3 separate regions of the Mus musculus genome follow, and all the other regions are linked to region 3. Evidence: chromatin contacts called from public HiChIP or PLAC-seq data. All regions are on one chromosome and are shown on one strand. The core of a region is the stretch at or near the end of the contact, and the rest is flanking DNA. Distances in the headings are between cores, read along the strand shown. Region 1 has its middle 17 kb from the start of Gm14279. Region 2 has its middle 9.4 kb from the start of Gm14279. Region 3 holds the start of Manbal (mannosidase, beta A, lysosomal-like).

What was found. HiChIP or PLAC-seq counts read pairs in DNA pulled down with a chosen protein or histone mark.
Region 1: a contact with region 3 is called in an H3K4me3 HiChIP or PLAC-seq map of embryonic forebrain, with 3 times the contacts expected there. The contact joins the enhancer-like site here to the promoter of Manbal in region 3. A contact is called at or near these places in 10 of 39 promoter capture datasets (the C10 cell line, the SN4741 cell line, cranial neural crest and 7 more), 1 of 484 Hi-C or Micro-C datasets (forebrain), 15 of 115 datasets of contacts at active chromatin or transcription factors (bone marrow-derived macrophages, craniofacial prominence, embryonic basal ganglia and 9 more) and 3 of 9 other capture datasets (adipose tissue, liver and pancreatic islet).
Region 2: a contact with region 3 is called in an H3K4me3 HiChIP or PLAC-seq map of bone marrow-derived macrophages, with 4 times the contacts expected there. The contact joins the enhancer-like site here to the promoter of Manbal in region 3. A contact is called at or near these places in 8 of 39 promoter capture datasets (the 3T3-L1 cell line, the C10 cell line, embryonic stem cells and 4 more), 1 of 484 Hi-C or Micro-C datasets (the HPC-7 cell line), 4 of 115 datasets of contacts at active chromatin or transcription factors (bone marrow-derived macrophages and embryonic stem cells) and 3 of 9 other capture datasets (adipose tissue, embryonic stem cells and pancreatic islet).

Annotation. Positions count from the first base shown.
Region 1 is chr2:157,538,564-157,541,826 of GRCm38.p6, forward strand. No RefSeq gene overlaps it. Among named protein-coding and RNA genes, the nearest start is that of Gm14279, 17 kb to the left of the region's middle. Within about 2 kb of position 2,013, at least 46 of the 459 cell types and tissues checked have an H3K27ac peak or open chromatin away from gene starts, as enhancers often do. A contact at or near this core is called in adipose tissue, embryonic forebrain, forebrain and 1 more, where this site is marked.
Region 2 is chr2:157,512,151-157,515,265 of GRCm38.p6, forward strand. No RefSeq gene overlaps it. Among named protein-coding and RNA genes, the nearest start is that of Gm14279, 9.4 kb to the right of the region's middle. Within about 2 kb of position 1,676, at least 36 of the 459 cell types and tissues checked have an H3K27ac peak or open chromatin away from gene starts, as enhancers often do. A contact at or near this core is called in adipose tissue, bone marrow-derived macrophages and pancreatic islet, where this site is marked.
Region 3 is chr2:157,366,018-157,369,464 of GRCm38.p6, forward strand. Manbal (mannosidase, beta A, lysosomal-like) reads left to right here and starts at 1,577. Exons shown (of 3, transcript NM_026968.3): 1 at 1,577-1,623.

The sequences.
Region 1 (3,263 bases), core at 763-3,262, 170 kb after region 3:
CTCTGCAGGCTGGACAATGGGCTCTGACATTCTCCTGAGTTCTGAGGAGGACATGGATGTCACCAGAGCTTCAAAGTCTTTTGAAACCCACAACAGGGAAGGCATCTGGCTAACAGCTGGGTATTAGGAGGAAATCAAGGATAGGCACAGAGTTGCTCAGCCAGCAAAGTGCTTACTGTAGACTTGAGGACCTGAGCTGGACCTCCAGCACCCTCCAAGGCTGGGTAAGGGAGTACTGGTCTGTGATCCCAGCGTCAGCAGGGTGAAGATGGATAGATCCTGGTGGCTCTCGGCCTAGGCTGTGAGAGACTCTGTATGAAAATACCCAAGGTAGGTGGCTTCTAAAAAACACTGCTTCAGGTTAACCCTTAGCTCGGGTGCATGTGCTAACACACACTAAAAGGTAAATTAATTTTAAAAGGGATGAACATGAACAACCTCTTTCTGCCCAAATGGAAATGTTTGACTGACCAATGGGAGAGGAACCCTATGGAGACAGGAGGACCTTACCTAGATCTTCTCAGGCCAGAATGGTCACTGGATGACCAATGGCTCCTAGCATGGTCTAGAAGACCAAGGGTCCTGCTGCAAGGTGACTGGTCAGGGCCTGCTGTTTGCCCAGCAAGCAGGCAATAAGGAAAGCACAGGGCAGTGCTGTGGGCTGCCTGCCGTCAGGGGGACAACAGTGGCTGGAGGAAATAACCCAGCCAGGTGCACATCTCTAGGGCCAGAGCAAACGATCCCACAGATGAGCTGTGGGGAGAAGGGCAGGCATGGTGGTGAGAAAGAGACTGGAAGTGGATGGAGGATAGTTAGGGGAAGTCTGGCTGTTTGAGCAGGATGGGGTGAAGATGTGTGGTGAGCCTAAACTCAGTAGCTGTCTGGGGAGGCTCCTCTCCATGGCTGCTCCTGGGTTATCTTCCACCTAACATTCTCCCTCTGCACAGCTGGCTCTGGGCCTCCAGCTCTTTTCCATCCTCACTGGAATTCACCTTCTATTATGGAACCTGCCTTTGCTGACCATCGCTGCCTGGCCAGGTTCGAGCTGCTTCATAGGAGCACTGGGCCAGAATTCTGGGACTCACACCTTGACGGGGATATACCTGCCTGGTTCTGGTACTGGCCCTGGGCTAAGCATTTTTGGGGGCACTTTTTCTTTGGATCTTGTAACATGCTGAGGTGGGCCCTGCTGTCTGGTTCCTGGAGGCTGCTGAAGGATGTGACCAGAGGTCCTTGAGTGCCTCCTGCACAGGCTCTGACAGCCATGCCTTTTTTGAAAATAAGGTCTCACTATGGAACCCACTTTGGTCTCCAACTCACATTTCCCCTGCTTTAGTCTCCAGAGTATGGTGTCTTTGTTATGATCTTGAGGGATGTGAAACACTGGCACTCTCCAAATCCACCGGTGCTATGTAGGGAGAAGCAGGAGGCCTAAGGGAGAGAGCTGGCCGACATGGACACGGAGTGGAAGGCAGGAAGGAAAAGCCTCTAGCCTCTCACCCCGTGAGGGACTCCACTCCTTAAAGCTGTCCCCCAGGTCTAAAACTTCCTGTGTTAGGAAAGGTGCTTTAGAAAGAACATCCCATCTAAGAGCAGCTAAGAGCAAGAACATTTATTCGAGTGTGAACAATCCAGAAGTCAGCGATTGCAGTTACGCTGGCTCCGAGTCAGCCGTCTCCTCCCCTCCGGATCACAAGCTGGCTGTCAGGGTTCCAAGCTTCATGTTTTCACCCAGCAGCGGCACTAGACAGAAAGGGAAAGGAGGCCAAGAGAGCTACCAGCACATCTCTTCGAGGGAGCAAAGTGGGGCCCTGAAGCTACCCTTGTAAGTCCCACGACATGGAAATGAACTCACAAGTCTCAAAACTGTACCGGCTACGCCCTTTTCTTATCTGTAAGACTGACTACGCCCCACGTGATGGACTAAGCTTTAGGGCCTTTGAGAGCTAGCTACCCCCTAAGAATGCCATGCCCACACACTGTTTCAAGTTCCATTCTGGTTACCGCTGACTTGGAAGGAATCTATTTGTCTCTTTCTTCCTCGGTCCACCGTTGGTCCGCAGCTGCTCCATTTTCTCTGCTCCCACCCTTCCCCCATGGCCACATTAGGATGCTCAGGAACACTGACCTTCTACAGCCCTGGGGTTCACTCAATGCAAACACTATCGACAGCAGAATTCTGTATTTCCTGTGGGCGCCTGGATACATATTTACAAGTTTTTAGAAAGGTCTAGGAAAGTACACACCAAGCCCATCCCCGCGGTTGCCACAGGGGACGGGGAAGGGAACGGGATGGAAGCAGGTGGCCAGAAGGGACCAGCAGCTCCAGCAGTGGTGTTCTGGTTCTTAAAAAGGAGCATGGATTCATGTTTCGCTTGTGTCATTAAACTTTAATTTGAAAAAATTCCCATTCATTTTCAGCCAATTACGCTGGCCCTGTGCTGGCTGTGCTTGCGAGTTTGTGCCCAGGGAGGGAGAACATTTACTTTGTGTGTGTCTGTGAATGAAGTGCAGCGATTAGAAAGTAGATTAAAAAGAAATGTAGCAAACAAAAGCCAAACAAAACGGGCGGGGAGTAGAGAAAACTCATTCATGACAATAATGGAAACCAAAGAAATCAACCCAGGAGGAAAGCCACAAGTTTCTGAGGAAAAAGCAGTGTGTGTGTGTGTGTGTGTGTGTGTGTGTGTGTGTGTGTGTGTGTGTGACATGTAGTGAGCGGCTGGACAAACAGAGTTCTGCCTCGTCCCTGCAGTGAACGGCACAGTATTATACTGATGTCAGTTTCCCCCAAATTAATCTCGGAATTCACAGTATCTGACAAGCAGCTTTCAGAGTCTGTGTGGAGAGAGGAGCAGGCTGAGGCAGCTGGGAGGAAGCATAGTGAAATGTGGCATTTTACTTCACAGATATCACAAGGTGGTAAAGAGTAATGACAAATTAAAGTCTGCTACTGACAGGAATAAACAGATTAGTTAAAAAAAAAAAACCTAAACAAAACCAAACCAAAACCCCAGATAACCAGGGGCCTCCAAGTCCCCTAGCTGTGCGGCTTCACTCTAGGGAGAGCGGAGACAGGATGAATGTGCTGACCCGTTCTATTGTGCTCCGATAATTGGCTGTCCGTTTTGAGAAAGGCTAGACACTGTCTCAATTCTATCATAGAAATATATTCCAGATGCAAGAAAGAGCCAAGAACAAACCTGTGAAACCATTAGAGGAGAATAAGGGCTCTATCTCAATCAAACATGATATATATTCAA
Region 2 (3,115 bases), core at 426-2,925, 150 kb after region 3:
CTGGAGTTTCCTGGCCACTAGTTAAATACTGGCAAGAAATTAAACTCCTTGTTAATTGCTTTGCTCATTTGGAGCTTCATGAATAAACTGTTTTAGGGTAGGTCCCCACAGCCTTCATTCATTCATGAGTCAGTTTATTCTTGCAGTGGGGCAGGGATAAGTGCCTTGGGTAGTCATTAGGAGCTAGGCTGTTGGGCATTAAACCTGAGTCTCTCTAAGTGAATGCTGAGAGCTGTTCAGACTAAAATGCCTCAGCCCGTGTTCTTAGTGCTGCAGAACTTCCAGCTCAGTAAATCCCCTTAAAAAAAAAGTAAACAGCTGGGCAACCTGGCATTTACCTTAATTGCCAACTGTCAGGAGTAGGAGGAGGGAGAGGAGTAGGAGGAGGGAGAAGAGGAAGAGGAGGAAGAGGAGGAGGGGGAAGAGGAGGAGGAGGAAGAGGAGGAGGGGGAAGAGGAGGAGGAGGAAGAGGAGGAGGGGGAAGAGGAAGAAGAGGAAGAGGAGGAGGAGGAAGAAGAGGCACAAGGATCTGTTGCGTTTCAGACCAGGCAGGACTACATAGTGACTTTATCTCAGAAGAGCAAACAACAACAATAACAGTAAAGAGCCCAGCCTCAGGGATTTTGTTACAGCTACACAGAATGTACAAAGCCTCTCTGAATTTCATTTCACTCAAACACCTTTTCTTTTAAAAGCTTTTTGGTGCTGGGCAACCACTGAACTACTTCCCAGGCAAATTCTGTCTTAATCTTTGCGTTGCGCGTCTCCCGGAGAAACCCAGTGTTTCGGGACCATGCAGACCTGGCTTCTCCATGTTTGACAGCTATTGGTTAGTTTATCTCTTTCATGTCCCATTTCACTACAAACACCAGAAATAAACCAGATGGCATCTTCAACATTCTGCCTGGAAACCTTGTAACTACATCACCCGGCTCATTAGGCGCCTTTCTGGCTGTTCATGTTACTGTGAGTGGGTGTTGCAAACTCTGTTACTGCTGCAAGGATCCTGTCTTCGCCATTTCTAGTGAGCGTGTCCTCTTACACCCTTGCTGAGGGCTCTTTGACATTTTTCCTTAGGACTCTTGGTCCTTTATCTTCCTTCTCAGTTTTTCGTCCCTTGGCTATGTGGTCCCAAGGCCATGCTCAAACTTTGGGTTTTCATTACTGTAGCTGTCCACTTCCAAATACCAAAATATCATTTATCTACCGCTGTTCCTTGCCCTGCAATTTTCTTCACAGGGTTTCCTGAGTGTCCCCAGGGCATTGCTGCTGGCTCCCTCCCCACAAAAGTAATGATCCCCAAATTCCACACCATCAATCTTGTTTTGTCCTCTTGTTAGAAGCAAGTCCCCGAGTCCTGGCTTCTGGCCTCTGCTTCTGAAGGAGGAATGCCAAAGAACCTGTAGATACAGCTTAGAGCCACCACACTTGCTGTTCAAGGCTCCAAGTGACCTAGATCACTCACTCACACGTCACCTCTCAACCTCAGGTTCCCCCTGATACTTCACTGAGAGATCTTGGGGAGCAGGTTAGAATCAAAACCAGTTCTAGGCTTCCAGGCAATAGGCTCTGTAGTTTGGGCTGGAGATCTAGGGTAGAGCATCATAGCTTCATGGTGTGCGACTGCACAAGGTCCCAGGGTCACAGGACTGCCCCTTGTGTGTTGCAACTCAGGCTCATGACTTCCTCTCCCAGGGCCTCTGTTTCTGAATCTGCCAATCATGGGGGAGCCGGGTTGCCAGGCAGACAAAGCAAGATGGTGGCAGAGCTGAAGCAGAGGAACATCTGGTTTTGGCTGGAGGATGCCAATCACCCGGCAGGCTGATTGATTGGCGCCAGCACAGATTAATTTCCTCCTGCCTCAGCTGGGTCTTAAGTGCCATTCAATCACCCTTCACCGGTCTCCGAGCTTGCTCCTTCCCACCACCACAGCTGTTCTCGAGCCTCTGTGGGCTCCCTCTCAGGCCTCTGCAGCCAGGGGCCAGCACTTTCCTGGGTCCGAGGCCAGCTGTCTCTTGTCCATCTCCTCCTGGACCTCATGCCCCGGTCCCTTTTTCCTTTCTCCAGTTTCTTTACCCCTTCCCCCATATAGCAATACTTAGCTGCTTCCTCCCATAGCCTCTGTCTGTCCTGGGCTAGCTTCTCTAGTGAGCTATCCCTGCCTTACTCTGCTGTCCCAGAGACTTCCTAAATTGCCACCAGGCTCTCAGCTCTCTCCTACCGCCTTCTTCTTAAGAACTTTTACCGGGCCACAGTGAAGAGGGACAACTGTTGGGGACCGCAGACAGGATTTAGCTGGCCTTCCTGGGACCCCCCACAAGGTTCTTTCAGGATACAGAGATAAAGTTACCAGTGAGGCATAATTACTTCACTGGGGCAGCAAAGCCCAACACTGGGGTATTGTTTCCCTCTAATCCCTCCACTCAGCCTGGGTCTTGCCACTGTCAGTGTGGGGTCTCCAGCCGGCTTCAGTACCCCATCCCCACCCCCAGCCCAGGTTTGGCTAAGGCCTGGCTTTGCACACTTGACAAGTCCAGGGGCATTTGAAACTTCCCTGGCAAGTGTCCATCAGCAAGTGTTCTTGTGTGTCTGCCTTTTGTGACCCTGCAGTTTTCTGAAATCTTCCTGATTTCTTACCCGTCTCTGGCTATCTCTTCCCATCTTTGCCCTCCCTGGGTTGTCCTTACTCATACTGTAAACCCTTACGGCTTGAAGAAATCGATGGCACTCAGATTCCTGTCACAGAGACTGCTGCTGAGCCCTGACCTGGGTCAGTGGCAACTACCTAGTGACTGCTCAGCTCCAGTGAGCACTCTCTGAGTCCCCTTTTGATGCTGTTATTTGCTGTGTCCTTGAGTCACAACCCTGGAGGGTGCACCAGGCTCTTCCCAGACCCAAAAAGTCAAGGCTTGTCTGCTGGGGTCTAAGTCCCTTTGCTGGCTAGTTTTATGTCACTTAACAGACGCTAGATTCATCTGAGAGGAGGGAGCTTCAACTGAGAAAATACCTCCATAAGATTGGGCTGTATACAAGCCTGGGGCAATTTTAAGTTAGTGGTTAATGTGGCATGGACCAGTCCACTGTGGGTGGGGATACCCCTGGATAGGTGATCCTG
Region 3 (3,447 bases), core at 327-2,826:
CCTGTATTAAATATTTGTTCTCTCCAGACCATATATATGTGTGTGTGTGTGTGTGTGTGTGTGTGTGTGTGTGTATGTATATATAATATAACATAACATATATAATATATATAATGTTTTGTCTGCATGTATGTATTTGTATCACATGTGTGCTTGGTACACAGAGACCAGAAGAAAGCTTCTGGTTTCCTGACATTGGTGTTATAAAGGATTTTGTGCCATTATGTGGGTGCTAGGAACCAAGCCCAGGTTCTTTTGGAAGAGCAGCAGACACACTTAACCACTGAGCCTCTCTCCAGTCCCTAGTTACTCGTTTGTTGCTGTTAGGCTCCGATAGAAGAAACTTTGCAAGTTTGTTTTGGCTTGGGTTGTCGATGACCGTCTATGTCTACCATTGGGAGGACCTCACAGCAGCAGGAGTTTGGAGCAGCACGCTTGAGGATTCTGCCTCAGAAGTAGAAAAGAAAAAGGAAAAAACAAAAACAAAAAACCAAACAACCCAAAATCCATCTACACAATTGATTTTGAGGCTGGGCATGGCTCAGTGAGTGAGAGTGCTTATTGACTAAACATGAAGGTCTCAAAGACCCAAAGTAAAAAGCCAGGCATGGTCACTCATACATCTTTAACGCCAGTCCAAGGCAGAGGAGAGGAGAGGATGGATACGGGATCCCTGCGGCTTTCCCTATCTCAAGGGAATAAGGTGGACTATAATAGAGCAAGACACGTGATATACTCTGGCCTCAGCAGCCATAGGTACATGCATGTGAGTGCATATGCCACACCCGTACCCACACCAATACCCACCCGTGGCACACATAATTAAAGGATTTAGGGGTCAGGGCCACATCAGCTGACCTAGAGATAGTTTATCTGGCTGCCAAGCTGAGTTCGTTGGCTGGAGGCTTGATAACTGCCCACGTGAATCTCACTCTGCGGGACTTCCCAGGAATGATCAAGAGCGAGGAAAGAGGAAGTCACAATGTTTTTCTGTCTTAATCTCGGAACTCAAGCTCAGTATTTCCCCAAAATTCTATGGGTCACATTGGTCAGCGTGGGAGACTGTGAAGGCTTGACTATCAGGCACCAATCACATCACTGCCCATTAAACTCCATTCCTAACTGGTCTGCCGCACTTATTTCAATGCTGATTTTTGCCTTCCAAACATTTATCGCATTAAGGATTCCCTATCTATTATGTGACTTACTGACTATAAACTCCATGGAAGCAGAGATGTTCACTGGTCTCTTTTTAATTTATTATGGTGATTTGTTTTTGTCTGAATTATAGCATGGTAATGTTTGTCCTACCCCTTATATTGTAGATTTCTGGCTCAGACTTAGAACTGAGTTCTAAACTGGGGGGAGACCGGCTGTAATCAGGAGAATTGCCCCCAGTTCGAGGCCAGTCAGAGCTACACTGTTGAGACCCTGTCTCAAATCAAATAAAAAATTCATTAAAGCTTCAACCTTCGGTGTCTAATTAGGGGAGAGCAGGAGGAAGACGGCGAGGAAGCGGTGGACCTGGTAAAACCCGCTGAGCGGAATCTGCTGCTGCTCCCAGCACATCGCTTCCGGGTCACGAGGGATCACTTCCGGTGCGGCGGCGCGGCGTTCCGGGAGGTAAGTATTGAGGCTCGGATAACCCGGCCGAGGCTTCCCGGCGGGCGGGATCGGGGCGGCGTTGCGGGTTACAGCGGCTTCCGGGGTTGCGGAGGGCAGTTATCTGTAAAGGCAGTCTGCGTTCCGAGGAGACTGGGGCCCTCGCGAGGGTTGTGCAGGGCCAGGGCCCAGCCTGCCCTGCGCCGGGACCAGCCGGGGCTTGGCTTGTCGGGTGTGCCCTGGATGGCTGTGTTACCTCGGGCATCTCGATCTTCCTCTCCCGGTCACTTTCCTTCCCCGCAGAAGGCTCCCTTGGGCCTGTGCGGAGGATGCGAAGGCCGGGAGCGTATCAGTGCTTAGTTGCAGTGTGTGCTTGAGAGAAAACTGCCAGAGAAAGGGATGGGGAATGCGATAGCCTCCCCGGTGTCTGCGGTTCCAGTGACCTGACACCTGGAAATAGAAAGTGGAAGACTCCAGAAACAAACCGCGCATGGCTTTGAATTTGTGTGTTTTGAGTAGCTCAGTAGTGGAGACTCACCCAGCGTGCTTGAGTCCCATGTTCAGACCCCAGAACTGTTCTTCCCGGCCCTAAGATAGTAGCACGATGAAGTTTTACCTCTTCCTGCTTTACACGTAGGTCATCGTCTTGCTTGGCGTATCCCTCTGTATACGCTACCCCCTCATTAGTCACGTAGGACAGCTGCCTGTGTAACCCTCATATCAGCACAAGAGTAGTAATGATAGCCTTTGGGGTTTGCTGAAAAAGGTGCTATTTTAAACAGCCTTTTTTTTTTTTTTAAAGGAAGATTCTTAGGCTAAAGTTGCTAAGCTATTTGGTGAGAACAAAATTTTTGTTGTTTTTCCAAGACAGGGTTTCTCTGTGCAGCCCTGGCCATCCTGGAGGAGCTCTGTGGGTTGGAGGCTAGCCTGGTCTACAGAATAAGTTCCAAGTCAACCAAAGCTACACAGAGAAACCCTGTCTCGAAAAAAAAAAAATCAAAATTAAAAATCAGAGCTGGTGATATGGCTGAGTTGGAAGAGGGCTTACCCAGCGTGTAAAAGCCTTGGTTTTTATCCCTTGCATCCTAAGTCTGGGGGTGGGGCAGAGCATGCCTATACTGTTCTGGGCTGCATAGCAAATTTGAGGGCTCCATGGGAACTTTGCTGAAACATCAATAAGTGGTAGTTTTGTTTTTGAACCTCACATTGCCAAGGTTACAGCCATAGTGTGTAGTAAATGTTTACTTAGTTAGGATAGAGATGGCATCGAATTTGTGAGTAGAAACGGACAAAGACTGCCTTACGCTATGTGAAGGCTTCAGCCAGGCCTCCCCTGAAACAAGAGCACAAAGCCACTTCCTGGGAATAAGGGATGGTCACACAGGTTAGGGATGGATTCGTTCTGAAACCAAAATCTCCATAGCGGACGTCACTGCCAGTGTGGAGGTCTCTGCTATAGTCCCAGCAGAAGAACACATGAAGGCAGTTTTGAAGTGCCAGCAAGTGGGGAATTGGAAGGCATGTGATGATGCAGCGCCAGCAGTGTGGACGTCATCAAATGTTGCCAGTGTGTTTCAAATTCTATGTGCCCCAAAGGACACCATTATTAACTATGATACTGGGATGGAACAGAGCATTAAAGCCACCCATGTGATCCCTTAAGGACCATATTCCCTGCAATCATTATTGATAGAATTAATAACTTCAGATTAATATGCCATTAAAATATTTCTTTATTTTTAGACAGGGTTTCAGTTTTGGCTGGCCTGGAATTCAGCATACAGACCAGACTGGTTTAGAACTCAAAGAGATCTGTCTGTCTCCCTAGTGTTGGGATAGAAACTG